Regions from separate parts of the Mus musculus genome. Here all the other regions are linked to region 1. Evidence: chromatin contacts called from public ChIA-PET, Hi-C and HiCAR-type data. All regions are on one chromosome and are shown on one strand. Each heading gives the region's core, a stretch centred on a gene start, on an enhancer-like site or on the middle of the called end of the contact. The rest is flanking DNA. Distances are from core to core; before and after follow the strand shown.

Evidence for each region. A called contact is a pair of places that touch in the nucleus more often than the background predicts. ChIA-PET counts read pairs in DNA pulled down with a chosen protein or histone mark. HiCAR-type assays count read pairs that join an accessible place to other places.
Region 2: a HiCAR-type map of fibro-adipogenic progenitors shows a contact between it and region 1, with 5 times the contacts expected there. The contact joins two enhancer-like sites. A contact is called at or near these places in 3 of 15 datasets of contacts at CTCF or cohesin (CD8 T cells, the NIH/3T3 cell line and pro-B cells), 9 of 484 Hi-C or Micro-C datasets (the C2C12 cell line, the F1.1 cell line, the N1E-115 cell line and 5 more) and 7 of 115 datasets of contacts at active chromatin or transcription factors (CD8 T cells, the HPC-7 cell line, acute myeloid leukemia and 4 more).
Region 3: a Hi-C map of the N1E-115 cell line shows a contact between it and region 1, with 5 times the contacts expected there. The contact joins two enhancer-like sites. A contact is called at or near these places in 2 of 15 datasets of contacts at CTCF or cohesin (the NIH/3T3 cell line and large pre-B cells), 4 of 484 Hi-C or Micro-C datasets (the N1E-115 cell line, bone marrow-derived macrophages, pancreatic cancer cells and 1 more), 5 of 115 datasets of contacts at active chromatin or transcription factors (acute myeloid leukemia, embryonic basal ganglia, extraembryonic endoderm stem cells and 2 more) and 2 of 9 other capture datasets (adipose tissue and embryonic stem cells).
Region 4: an RNA polymerase II ChIA-PET map of memory CD8 T cells shows a contact between it and region 1, with 28 read pairs. The contact joins two enhancer-like sites. A contact is called at or near these places in 4 of 484 Hi-C or Micro-C datasets (the MNK3 cell line, Sertoli cells, brown adipocytes and 1 more) and 1 of 115 datasets of contacts at active chromatin or transcription factors (memory CD8 T cells).
Region 5: a contact with region 1 is called in a Hi-C map of uterus, with 2.9 times the contacts expected there. The contact joins two enhancer-like sites. A contact is called at or near these places in 3 of 484 Hi-C or Micro-C datasets (cerebral cortex, myocytes and uterus), 8 of 115 datasets of contacts at active chromatin or transcription factors (CD8 T cells, acute myeloid leukemia, embryonic stem cells and 5 more) and 2 of 9 other capture datasets (adipose tissue and embryonic stem cells).

What each region holds. Positions count from the first base shown.
Region 1 is chr14:72,981,678-72,984,377 of GRCm38.p6, forward strand. No RefSeq gene overlaps it. Among named protein-coding and RNA genes, the nearest start is that of Gm41208, 31 kb to the right of the region's middle. Within about 2 kb of position 1,419, at least 152 of the 459 cell types and tissues checked have an H3K27ac peak or open chromatin away from gene starts, as enhancers often do. A contact at or near this core is called in the C2C12 cell line, the MNK3 cell line, the N1E-115 cell line and 6 more, where this site is marked.
Region 2 is chr14:72,782,004-72,784,703 of GRCm38.p6, forward strand. The region is part of intron 5 of Gm35218 (a long non-coding RNA gene); the gene reads right to left. Among named protein-coding and RNA genes, the nearest start is that of Gm35218, 24 kb to the right of the region's middle. Within about 2 kb of position 1,353, at least 75 of the 459 cell types and tissues checked have an H3K27ac peak or open chromatin away from gene starts, as enhancers often do. A contact at or near this core is called in the C2C12 cell line, the N1E-115 cell line, fibro-adipogenic progenitors and 2 more, where this site is marked.
Region 3 is chr14:72,737,367-72,740,066 of GRCm38.p6, forward strand. No RefSeq gene overlaps it. Among named protein-coding and RNA genes, the nearest start is that of Fndc3a, 29 kb to the left of the region's middle. Within about 2 kb of position 1,420, at least 32 of the 459 cell types and tissues checked have an H3K27ac peak or open chromatin away from gene starts, as enhancers often do. A contact at or near this core is called in the N1E-115 cell line, adipose tissue, bone marrow-derived macrophages and 1 more, where this site is marked.
Region 4 is chr14:73,115,816-73,118,515 of GRCm38.p6, forward strand. No RefSeq gene overlaps it. Among named protein-coding and RNA genes, the nearest start is that of Gm35388, 14 kb to the left of the region's middle. Within about 2 kb of position 1,331, at least 152 of the 459 cell types and tissues checked have an H3K27ac peak or open chromatin away from gene starts, as enhancers often do. A contact at or near this core is called in the MNK3 cell line and memory CD8 T cells, where this site is marked.
Region 5 is chr14:72,843,500-72,846,199 of GRCm38.p6, forward strand. The region is part of intron 1 of Gm4606 (NADH dehydrogenase [ubiquinone] 1 alpha subcomplex assembly factor 4); the gene reads right to left. Among named protein-coding and RNA genes, the nearest start is that of Gm41206, 7.0 kb to the right of the region's middle. Within about 2 kb of position 1,267, at least 16 of the 459 cell types and tissues checked have an H3K27ac peak or open chromatin away from gene starts, as enhancers often do. A contact at or near this core is called in uterus, where this site is marked.

The DNA of each region.
Region 1 (2,700 bases), core at 169-2,668:
TGTGCATTTTGCTTTGCCTTTGTAGGAAGCATGAGATGGGGGACAGAGGAGGGCACGGGGAGGGATCTCGGCAGAGGGCAAATGCTGGTTGCAATGAGACGAGCTTGCTGCAGGACTTTGTACCTGTAGAGGACTCTAAGCCATTGTTCTGAGCGTGGTGTTGACACTATAACACTGTATCCGTGTGGGTTTGGAAATGAGTGCATCCATGTTTGTGAAGGTTTGGAAGAGCTAGGGCAAGCTGGAGTCATGACATCACAGGAAAACAAATGGCCTGGAAGTTTATTGTGGCCAATGCAAACCTGTGTGGGCTGTCACCCTCTTAGGGGAAATTCTAGCTATTGCTTAGCACTGGAGGAAATACTGCAATGGTACCTGTGTGTGTGGTAGTGGTGGTCTGTGTGGGAGGGAGTCCTCTCTTCATGTCACCTTTATATACACAGGGACTTCCAGGTGAGCAGCCACAGGCCCCTGAGCAAGCTGAGAAGGTAATATCCCACACTGTTCTTTGAACAGCTTCAGCAACGGTAAGTGTATCCCAGACTTTTATCCTGTCTCAGAGCTCATGGGTCAGCTCCCAAGGGTTGTGACCTGAAGCCAGTACTTCAAGAGCCTGCTCCTGCTTTAAATACAAATTACATGGCTTGGAGTTCCCCTCCATCTTCCCTGAAAGCAAACAGAATGAAAAGATATCTAATCTAAGAATCTTTTCATTCATGAGCACCCTTTTGCACCTAGCACTGGGCAGAAATGAGGAGCCAGGGACAAAATAAGGGGTTGGAGGGTCAGCTTGGATCTTTGGGGAATGTCAGGTCAACAAACAGGTGAAGTGTCAGAAGAAAAGTACTTGGTGGTGATTCTTACAGCATCCTCTGGGTCTGAAGAGACCGTGTAGACCTCTGCCAGTATGTTTGGCACAGAAGCCAAAGTCTAGGTTGAATTGAAAGGGCAAATGTGTCATGGTGACTAGTGGCCAAGGGGGCACACACAAATCCTTGGAGTACAAGAAATTACAATGGCCCTCTTATTTTGAGGAGGCACCCTCAAGATAATAAAAGGGCACTGTTATTTATCCTCTGGTGCCCCCATCTTCTGTGCAACCTCGGCACTGGTAGCCTTCAGGCCAGCCCATAATGCTGCCCCACTGCAGCTTAATTAGAGCATCAAAACGTACAGGAGGAGATGAAGCAAAGAAGGCTGGGACACGTGCACAAATCCTGCTGACCACCTTGGATTTCTTCCTGTTACCATAGCTCTGGTAGACTGCAGAGATTTGAATCTTGGATATGGAATCGAACTCCAGCTTTAGGCAAGTTAATCTCTGAAAGCCTCCAATTCCCTGGTTGTCAAATGGGGATATGAATCACCGCTGCCAGGCAGTGGAGTTGGCAGGGTGAGAGAGACAGCGTGGAAGGCAGACAGGGTTCTGCAGAGTCAGTGCTTAAGGAAATGTTACCGCTGTTGTTCAGCTCTCCTGCGGTGCTATGCCCTCTGTCCTCTGCATATCATCAATAGTCACACTGCACTGACAGTCTCTTTCCCTAGTCGGTGTTATGAACAGAGAAAGTGTGATGAGTGCTATTTGCTTAGTTCTCCCTAGAAATTCTAACACCAGGTTATTGTTCCTTCCTACCCGCCCACCCATTACTAATTGCGAAACCCATCATGGTCACCGTAGGCTTTTGTGCACGGGAGAATCGTGACTATACGAGTCTTCTTTATCTAGGGACGTGATTTATCATAAAGACTTAAGTAGTTTATAAGCTTTTGTGTCTTCATTTGTCAGCAGCCCTAATTCTCTTATTTCCGTGGAAATTGCTCTCAGGCTTCCAGATCTGTCTTTCTGCTCTGGCCCCAGGGATGTTATATTTCACTGGCCGTTGAAATCAGTGCCTGTCATTTTCCAGGCTGACGCTGCTCACTGGGTGAGTCAGTTGTTTGGGTATGAACAGCAAAGCCTCGGATGCAGCTGCCAAAAGGGTGTGTTTGCCTTCACTTCCGGGGACTCTCTCTCAGCTGCCACCTAGTGGTGAGTTTTATGCCGGTAAAACATGGCTCGGGAGAAGCCATTCATAAACATTCCTGGTAATGAGACCCTCTGACGCTGGGAGTCATGCCAATGTCAGCGCGATAAATATTTATTCATCTTTGTAAATGACTCCACATGATTCGGAGATACTGGTGGCTGCTTTGGAAAGAAATTCCATGTTATCGTTCTCAAATAAGAATTGTAGAATTTTTCCAAATGTAGTAATAGTTCTTTTCTTCAAAATGTACCCCAGCAGAGAAAGAATTAGGCTGACACCAAGGGGGTGAGAGTATTGTTAATATTAGCTCAGCCTTTAGAATGTGCCAAACTCTAGTCTAAATAATTACACTATCCCATTTACTGCATTTCAGTCCTGACGTATCTGCAATAATATCAAAGTAATTATCTTTCTAGGCTGCTATCGTTGCTGTGGTTGTTATTCTGCAAGTGAGATAATTAAGGTTTAGAAGAGTCTAAAGTCATTTAACTGACAAGGGACAGGACTGGAATTCTAACCAAGCTACCTGACATCGGCATGTTCTTGACTCTTCCCATCATAATGGATGCTCTTTGCGTCTGTGTTCCTTCGTGATTCCAGCATCGGCTCATCTTCCAAACATCTATGAAGTCCCAGGATTGGCCCCATTGGTCCGATGTGATCTCTGCTGGCT
Region 2 (2,700 bases), core at 103-2,602, 200 kb before region 1:
AAAGGTTTTTAACTGTCTTCTATGCTAAGTTAAGCAGTGAGCTGACAGGACCTGGAAGGCATTCAGACTTTTGTCCTATCCACTGGAGCCACCCCTAGCTTGGGGCTAAGGTAGACAGAAGTGTAAGGCTAAGGTTACCCGTCCTGGAGTAGCGCAATGCTCAAGGAGGAGAGCCTGCAAAACCAGTCAGCTCCATGTTTGGTTTCAAATCGAAATATTTCCAAGGCCTCACTTACTTGGCACCCAGCTACAGTACAATGTCTACAAGAAGCATTGCTGATGTGAAGAGAAACCTGAAGAACTCTCATTAGGCAAACATCCCACCAAGGAGTGTACAGGAGAATATAAGAGAACTTGAATATATGGCCTCACCCATCCACCTGGAGTAAGAGATGCCTTAACAAAATATTGTACTATGTTTGATCATGTTTTATCATTGGTCCATGCTGGTTCATTTTACCCATCCATCCCCTGAGGTATGGATATATAGATGGTTAGATATTCCTCCTACACACTATGCTTGCTTCCACACAACTCACAGGATTCTGCTATGCCTATTTCAGGAAGAAAAAACTGAGTTCTAAGGAGTTTGCATAGCTTAGATAGAATAAGTAACGGTAAATAGCACAGTTGACCCTCTGTAATGAATTCCACGGGATTCCTACTACTGTTTCCTTGTAGACAATGGAGGCCAGAGGTGTCTTGCCTCTTTGTGGGTTCCTCTCCATTGCTCCAGGACTTCTTGGTGAACTTAGACCCATGCAATAAATACTTAGTACTCTTTGGGAGAGACATATTAGGATATTGGGGAGCAGAAACCTAAAAGGTGCTTCCTTGGCCTTCAGAAACTTTGATGAGGAGAGGACATTCACAGAAACGTCAGCATGGAGTGTAATGTGGAGCGCAATAGGGGTGGCTCAGTGCACAAAGGCACCTGGCGTTAAGCCTGAGAATTGAGTGTAATCCCCAAGACCCACAAGGTCAGAGAGACCTTGCTCCCTTAAGTTGCCCTCTGACCTTACACATGCACCACAGAATGTATGCATAGGTAGATGGTAGATGAAATTAAAGAAAGGAATCAAATAAAAACATACTAAAAACTTTTTTAAAGTTACAAATAAAAATATTATTGGGATAGTTGGTGGGGTAAGATTTTTTACTAATGATTTCCACAGAGAAAAGGGGCCAGAGAGGCTCTTCCAAGTAGAGAGGACAGTGAACATAAAAGCACGGGGCTGAGAAAGCCTGAGGCATGCTTCAAGAATCTGGGTTTGAAGTGGATAAAGCTTGGAAGGGCGTTATTGGGCAGAGCATCCGGAAAGGGGAAGGGGAAGCGGGTCTGAAGCTCCTCCCCGCCTGCTCCAGACAGCACACGTGGGTGGTGAGTGTGAGGAAAGACAGCGGGCGGGTGTGGAGCTATGTCCTGTTTTGCAGCCTGGGCAGAAATGCATCTGGCAATGCTCTCCTCCTGTGTGAAGGGAGGGAGTGTTAGAGTTTTTGCAGCCAAGTCCTTTCCATCCCTGGAGGAGCAGCCAGAGGGCCTCATGTCTGATGCTCTTGACTGGGTGATGCCACATGGCTGTGCTTCCGAGGTTCAATGCTTTTTCTCCATGACGATGGTTTCTCTTACACCATAGGTCAGGTCAACCTTATTCTTATGTCTACTGGTCACATGATCTCCCTTTGCTGCTGCTTGCTTAATAAACAAATTATTTTCAGTCCTCTGAGTGGGGCTATAACTTTCTTGAGGATATGAATAAATTCTTACACTTTTTTTATTTATTCTCCTGAGCAGGGAAAGACACACAGTAGGCTTGCAAAGCAAAAATATAAACAAAACAAACCAAAAACGAAATGATGACAACAACAAAACAGGTTATACTAGCCTGTTTCCTTCCACACAGAATGCCCAAATAGCAAGTATTTATATAGCAAATTGTTTAATCCTCTTAGTATTGTAAGAAGTCAAATATTTAGATTTTTTCTTTAAATTAGTGTAATTAATTACGTGAGTATTTGAGCTGCTAACAAGGTACAGACATGTTCAAAGTAATTGCTCCCTATGTCCACTTCCTGGCCAATATTTTACCAGGCCCTGAGTTATATAGCCTAGAAATCAAGTTTGTCCTTTACTACCGAATCATGACAGGACCAGAAGAAAAGTTTCTTGTTGTTTAATCAGCAGGAGTACTGGGGAAGCAAGAAAAAAATGCTATTGTGTGATAAGGGTCTGACTACAGACCACCAAGCAGGCACTTCGAGAATATGATCACATATACTTCTAGGGAGAGAGAGAGAGAGAGAGAGAGAGAGAGAGAGAGAGAGAGAGAGAGAGAGAGAAAGAGAGAGAGAGAGAGAGAGAGAGAGAGAAAGAAAGAGAAAGAGAGAGAGAGAGAGAGTAGACGGCAGTGTTCTGTGCTAAGCCTGGCTTAGAATGAAGTCAACGGCAGGAAAACTCTCACATGAGTCACAGAATCACCAAGTTTGTACATGTTTACTTTCTCAGTCTTTCGTTTCTCTCTCCTCCCAGTAAGGGCAATCGCAAGATGAGGCAGGAAACCAAATCGAAGAATAATAAGAAGCCATTGGATTATCATTTTGGTTCTATCTTCCTTATTTGAAAGAAGAAAAAAATAGGTTCAAGAAAAAAGAGGAAAAAATAGAGAAAAAGCAAAACTGACCACATAGTCAGAAAATGCA
Region 3 (2,700 bases), core at 170-2,669, 240 kb before region 1:
AGACCATATACATTGTAAAACATCAACATTAGCTTCTTTAAAATCTTTTCTTCCTGTAATCTCCATTCAGACAGTGACATCAGAGTCATGTACTACCAAGCTCCCACCCATGTGCTGTCTTGGGTTGTAGCTGGGCTTTACTACTTTCTGGGTTTTTCTTCTTTTCACCCTTTATCCACCCAGTTTCACATCCCTATCACTAGATAAAAGAGAAAGGTATGTAGCTTCTAGTTAGATACTTTACTAGATAAAGGAGAGAGAGAGAGAGAGAGAGAGAGAGAGAGAGAGAGAGAGAGAGAGAGAGAGAGAGAGAGATTGATTCCTGAATCTAATTTTGTTCCTTTTGTTTCTTCCTTGAAGATGACTACTAACAATCCACAACCAACCCCCCTGAGCCACCACTAACCACCATCCCCACCTCTTGGGGCCCTAGCATTTTATATAATCTCTGAAAATTTCCCAGAATTTCAAACGTCATACAATCACAGAAACTATCTGCAGCTGGCAAAAACATGCCTCTGCTAGAACAAGAGGCAAATCATAGTCAGCTGCCGTGAAGCCCCCACCCCCCAGCCCCGCACCTGAGATTGAAACAAAAGCATATTCTTAAAATATTTCTATGTTTTTAAAATATACAAATATTCCAGAATTCTCATTACATTGGGTGTTATTTTAAAGTTTTTTTTAGTTGTAGAAAATAATAGATTCATTAAGTTTTCATGCATGTATATGATATTCTTTGCTGCCCACTATACTCTCTTAACCCTCAGACTTTTCCCTTTTGTTTTCATAGGTTTTTTTTTCCTCCTAAAGTCCCTATATAAGAGAAAACATGTGATGCTTGCCTTTTTGAGTTTGACTTTGCGCACTTCATGATACCGTTGGCTCTTTGTACCCTTGCTGCCATCATGGTGGTTCAGGTCATTATCATGTCTGTCCTTGACCATGAATGCAAGATCTCCTGACTGGCCCACGGACCTCCAACACTTCCCCTTTCAGCCCAGTTTGTGAAAGCAGAGATGACCATGGCATTTCCTGGTTTAGATCCTTCAGTGAGTCATCAGTGATGATGGATCACCACCTGTCACCAGCCTATCTCATTCTGCCTTTCCAGCTTTATCCCCCACCCCAACCCCCCATTTCAGCACATACCGGCCAGATGACACTTCTGTACTTCTCAGCCTCTCATTTACCATCCTGTTTGGGCAGGGTGCATTTCACCTTACTCTGTTTTAAGACACTGTTTCAGTATTGTGTCCTCTAGTGATACTGTTTTCATGGGCAGAGAACATCCCACACTTCTTTTTATTTCTGGGGTAGTTTGTATACATTTGTAGTTTAACTAACATGATATTGTGGGATTATGTGGGTGTATGCGTGTGTGTGTGTGTGTGTGTGTGTGTGTGGTGTATGTTTATATGTATGTGAACGTGTATATGTGTGCGTGTCTGTGTCTGTGTGTATGCATGCATGCCTGTGTATATAGGCCAAAGTAGGGTTTTGTGTGTCCTGCTCTATAACTCTCTGTCATATTTCCTTGAGACAGGATCCCTTATTAAATTAAAGTCTAGGCTGGCAGCCAGCAAGTCCCAGCAATCTTCCTGTCTACTACTCACAGCACTGGGGACACAGTTGTTCAGGAAGCCATTTATTCACGTAGCCATACTTACTAGCAGATCATCTTTTAACTGTTTGGAGTTACATTTTGCTTCTCTCACCTAGACTGAAAGCCACTGAAAGGTGGGGGCTATCCTATTTATGCCTGAGTCTCCAGGCTTAGCTTATTGACCGATCCAGAGTTACCACTCAATACACGGCTGGGTGAAAGTCAGAGTCAGCGGTTTATTGGATTTGCATAGGATACATCTTACTTTCACAATGGTGACAGAAACAACATAACCAGAGTGTTCTTATTACATTGAACTCCATGGAGGAAAGCCACCGACGGGCCTCTAGTTTGCATGGGTTCTGCAGATAAAGTTGTCTAATTCCCCAAAATCCTGAGCGAGAAAAAAACTGTACATTGCTCAGGAGAACAATGTGTTCTTTGACACCAACTGTGAAAGCTTTCAAAACAAAAATGTAAATTTTCTTTGCCTCTAGGCTGTTTTCACTAGTCTTTCTCATTTACGAGCTCACTTGTTTTCTTTATACACAACGGATTTTTTAGAGTACTCTGTTGTTAAGAAGCGTTCGGGCAACCTCTAGTCAACCTATTTAGATTTCAGTGTTCTTATCTGTGTAATGAGGCTAATGGTACTAAGCTGTTCTCCCAGGGATGCTTGATTAAATATGTGTCTTGACACTGCACAGGCCCTGCGTACATCAGCAAGGATTTTCAAAAATAAAATGTCCTATATGCCCAGAAAATGGTTCCATTTGGCATTGTTTGAAGAGCAGGCACATTTCCACAAGGGAACACTTGCACCATCAGCAAGCATTCCAAAATAGATCTGAGGTAAAAAATTGTTATGACTGCAGCTAATGTTTTATTTGGGGTTGATAAGACAGGCAAGTATGTCAAAACATCTCCACCCATTATTTTTAATGGGGGAGAGCAAGCTTTAGTGAAATGTGCAATTCCTATTCTGCAGTCAGTATCCTTGCTGGCAGAAGATGTTCTAGTCTTTTCACCCTACGTATGCTGCATTGGATTTGCCCAGAGTGTCTTCCTTGTTACTTTAAGTGGGACCAGAGCCC
Region 4 (2,700 bases), core at 81-2,580, 130 kb after region 1:
GTGAGTTGGGTATGGTTGGCACACACCCTTAATCCCAGCATTTGGAAGGCAGAGGTAGGTGGATCTCTGAGTTCCAAGCCAGGCTGATCTACAGATGAGTTTCGGGACAACCAGAGCTATACAGAGAAACCTGTCTCAAAAACAAAACAAAATAATAACAAAAACGGCAAAAATTTTAAAAAATTTAAAATTTAAAATAAACCTAAGGTGAGCAGCTGCCTGAGAACTAGTGGAAGCGTGACAGGTTTTCTGGTCTTCACATGCATGCATGCACATAAACTTGTACCTGCCACACACACACACACACACACACACACACGCACACGCACACACACACGCACACGCACACGCACACGCACACACACACATCTATGCATACACATGAAGAAAAGAAAATACTTTAAAAATCCCTTCTATATAAACACCGTTGGGGCTGGGGACCATATTTGAGCCACTACAAGAGAGACATAGTTGCATAAATGCCTATAATCTCAGCACTTAGGAGGCTGGGGCAGGATGTCTCCTGAGAGGCTCTGCCAGAGCAGATGTTTGCAGCCAACCATCAGACTAAGCACGGAGACCCCAATGGAGGATTAGGGGAAGGACTGAAGGAGCTGAAGGGGTTTGCAGCCCCATAGGAAGAACAACAATATTAACCAACCAGACACCCCCCCCAGCCCCCAAGATCTCCCAGGGACTAAACCACCAACCAAAGAATACACATGATGGGGCTCATGGCTCCAGCTGCATAAGTAGCAGAGGAAGGCCTTATCTTACATCGATGGGAGGGGAAGCCCTTGGTCCTGTGCAGGCTTAATGCCCTAGCATAAGGGGATGCTAGGGTGATGAAGTGGGAGTGGGTGGGTGAGCACCCTCATAGAAACAGGGGGACGGGGAGGGGATAGGGGGGTTTACAGAGGGGAAACCAGGAAGGGGGATAACATTTGAAATGTATATAAGTAAAATAACCAATTTTTTTTTTGTTTTTTACAAAAAGAAAGCTTAAGGCCAGTCTGGGCCATAAAGGAAACCCTGTCTAAAATGAAAATAAATTGAGAGAGATGAGGGAAAGAGGGAGAGAAGGGAAGACAGATAGAGGGAGAAGGAAGGGGAGATGGGAGCAGAGAAAAGCTTTTTAAAAGGTAGAGTCACAGAGAACAGTCCAGCATTTGCTCCCTTCCTGCAGTCATGTGTCTGAGCACTGATACTCCTCACTTGCGTGCCAGGGAGCTGCTTCAAAAATGAAACCAGAAGACTCTTAGCCTGCAGGTGGCTCTGGTAGCCAGAAACAGATGTACGTTCTACAAGGACAGAGAAGTAGGGCAGCATATTTTTTTTTCCAAAACAAAGACTGAGGAAACCACAGCTGCAGTTGGTGGGCAGGCGGCATCCTGGTTCTGAGTTTGCAGCGCCCGAAGGAGGAGTTTTGAGGCCAGAGGAGAGGCGGGGTCACCCAGGAGCCCCCGCATTGTCAAGATTTCAGAGACGTTTCTCAAAGATAAGCGCATTATTATTTTTTTCTAAAAGGAAATACATAAAACTTGGGGTTGAAATTAAAGACTAATGTTTTCTCCCACAATCACATTAATCTCTCTCTCTCTCTCTCTCTCTCTCTCTCTCTCTCTCTCTCTCTCTCTCTCTCAAAGTTGAAAATAAAGAACCATGGTGTTTTGATCTCTGTGCTGTATGCAATGGCAGACATATGCTGGCAAGTTTAAGATGCCTTTTCAGCTACAAATATTAATCACATAGCCGCCTGGCCATGATGGTGCTGGTCTGACGTTCCATAGCCTGGGAGGCTGAAACAGCAGGAATATAAATTCAAGGCCACCTGGATACAGAGCAGGTTACAGGGCAGCCTGAAGCACAAGAAACCTATCCCATTTTGGTGATATCTGCCTCACAGGAAACATAGAGAATTATGCCTTTATTATCTTGCCTTGTCCTGTGAGACAATAAATCCCATTCTCCAAAGACTTACACACATTGGATCCCTACTGCCTCCTTGTGGAATCCCATCAGATGTCCCTGGCTTTTCTAGATTGTCAGATCCCAAGATGGAAGCAGGAATCTGAACCCTGGGCTCCAGGCTTTGTCTGCCAGCACGTTGGAAAAGCAGGGAGCCAGATCCCAGCCCAGACTTCACAAATCCGAACGCTGCATTTATGAACCCCTAGTCTTCACTGTCCTGATGGATTTGAGATAGGTCACCAACTTGTATGAATTAGGGCAGAGTCAGAGTGAGTCTTGGGGCTCTTGTCCTCTTTTGTGAAATGAGGGCATATTGGAGTTCATAGGCTAAAATCAAGGTGTCTGCAGGGCCAGAAAGCCCTGGAAGATAGTGTGTTTTCTTGCCTGCATTTCAGAATCAGCAAAGGCCAGTCATGTGTTCACTCCATGTCACTCCACCCTAACCTCCTCCCTTCAGGCTGTTTTCTGTTGGTATGAACACCCATGAATTTGATTTGAAAAGAGAGGATTCATCTAGGTTTTTCAGTTCTGGGCGCTGCAAATCGAAAATCAGGGAGCCACATCTGGAGAGGCCTGTGCCCTTTTGGTAAGCCAGCCATGATGACACGCATCTCTAGCTGAGAGACCTTTGTGTATAAATCCATTGTAGTTGCTAAATCACAGCCTCATTATGTAGTTCTAGAATCCACCGATGCCATGTATCTGAATTCTCTCTTATGGATCACCTCA
Region 5 (2,700 bases), core at 17-2,516, 140 kb before region 1:
ATTTTCTTTGAATTTCATGAAGATGTCATTTCATGGAAATGTTGTCTGTGTAACATATCAAACTATAGCATCTAAAATAACATTTAGTGCATACTAATGTGCTCTAGTTACTTTTTCTGTTGTAAGGATAAATACTTTGATAAAAAGCAACTTCAGGAAGTGTTTATTTTGGCACACAGTTGCATCACGGTGGGAAAGTTAAAGCAGTAGGAACCAGAAGTTGTTGGCAACATCACATCTATAGGCAGAGAGATAAATGCCTGTGCGCAGCTCCCTTCTTCCTTTGAATACAGTCTAGAATCTCAGTCCAGGGTATGCTGCCACCCACAGTGGACCAGTTTTCTCATCTTTCTTTAACCCAGTCCACCACAGGCATGCCCATAGGTCTGCCTCCTAGGTGATTCTAGACCTTATCAAGGTGACAATTAGTATTAGCCATCACACAAGTTTTCAGAGTGTTAATTCTTGAGACGTCAGAATTACTAAGACTAAGGCTTATTTTCCCATATTGAAGATCTTCCCACTTGGGTTTCAAGCCTCTCCACTGTGAGGTTTGAGAACTGGAGTGATTGAGAAGTTGTTAAACTGCTGATCCTTTGCTCCTGGCCATGCTCTCCCCATCACCTCCCCACCGCACCCCTTTCAAATACCTGAGATAAGCAGCCACATTTCCATCTCCTCTAGGCTTAGCCTTTGCACACTGCCACCGTATATGCATTCTGATTGCCTGTTTCTTGGTAAACTGCTGTTGTGTGTGTGGATTGTGTTTGGAGATATGTTCGGTGGTTAAAAGTACTTGTTGCTCTCCCAGAGGACTTGGGTTTTATTCCCAGTACTCACATGGAGTTTACAACCATTTATAAGTCCAATTCTGGGGAGGAGGGGAGATCTAATTCTCTCTTCTGGTCTCCATAGGTGCCATGGTACACAGACACACGTGCATGCAAAACACCCATACAGTGAAAGGTAAAAAATAATGATTTTAGAAATTTTTAAAGAATTTAAAACTGAAACCCCCACAAAAAATACTTTGAAGTATTTGAAGTAGTGAAATTTAAGGTTTTTTTTTTTTTTTAAAAAAAAACAAAGCAAACTTTATGCATTTCTAAAGATGTTTTCTTTTAGTGCATGAAGAAAACAAAATGTACAGGTACATTTGTTATTGTTCATGTGGAGATCCCTGCGAACAATGACATTTTAGACATCATGTTTTCATCTTTCTAAAAACACAGCAGGACAGAGCCCCATTCGACACAGCGAAATAAGTTCCTTAAAAACGTTGGCTAAAGCAGCAGAAAGTGTCTCCTATTTTAAGCACTCACAAACAAGCCCAGTTGGAGAAGAGCTCTCTGAAGATTCAGGCCTCTCTGGTTACTCTATTTTCCAGGTTTCCCTCCCCTGCTTGATTCTCCTGTTTGATAAGAGATCAGGTAACCATGACAACTCTGCACTGTGGCAGGCCTTTGTGTGTGTGTGTGTGTGTGTGTGTGTGTGTGTGTGTGTGTGTATTACATAACTCTGAAAATAAATCTGCTATCTGTTTGACATTTGCTTCCTTTTCTTACAAACTTTTTTTTTCTTTTTAACTCTCAGCACAGTGTATCCTGAAGGAAGCTCTCCACTTGAGAGGATTTTGCTGACAGGAGTGTGGCTTCCTATTAGTGGCATGATGGCTGCACCCTCTGAGGCTCACATTCCCAGCATGGATCCTCCCCATACACACTTCAGACTAAATTATAGCTCTATTATCCAGTTAGTGAAGGCTAGCAAAACCGTGATAGTTCACCGGGGTGTTTTCTAGCCTGAGATTTATGCAGTCTGAGTGTGTGCCATCCAAAATGGAGGCCACTATTACGTGAGCTCTGAAGGTTCACCTCAGAGGCACCGGTTTTATGCCAATGGGAAACATACTCTCGGTTCCTGGCAGATAGAAAGAACTTTTCACTCAATTAGATTTTGATAAGACAGCTTGACCTAATACTCCTTGAAAAATAAAGACTCTAATATAATTTAATATAGGGATATTGGCATGCCAAATGACTAGCTTCTATTATGTGTTCAGAGGAGATTTTATTTTCTGATATAAATCCTAGAAACTTGCTTAGTGATAAGGGTTTTCCTCATAACAAAGCAAATTCTTCAGTTTTCTACATTAGTGGCTATATGTGGCAAGTGACAAGCAGCATAACTCTTGGTTAAATGAGAAAAAGATTAACATCAGGGTCAGAATGAGGCCACTGCTTTCAAAGCAGACCCAGCAGAGACCAGTGCTTGCCTTTACCCACCAGCCTGAGTTGTATCCAGGCAAGCTGTATTGATTAGATGTATTTCCCTAATAGCAATATCCTGCTCTCTCTCTCTCTCTCTCTCTCTCTCTCTCTCTCTCTCTCTCTCTCAGGAACATGCTTGTATCAGGCACACAGAGCTTTCTCCTACATGTCTACCAATTAAGGGTTATTAAGTTTAATGAATTTATTCCACAGCACCCAGCTCTCTAGTATTTATTCAAAAAAAATCTCTTGGGACTTGAGTCTCAGAGCAAAAGATTTCATAAACATGCATATGAATGTGTTAGATGAGGCTGTTTTTGTTGGTTGAAAACAGACAGCGGGTGTGCAACCCTACGATGTCACGATATGACTGTCATGTAAAATGACTGTATTTGCAAGTAAACACCATTCAAGCCACTTTGGCAAGCCC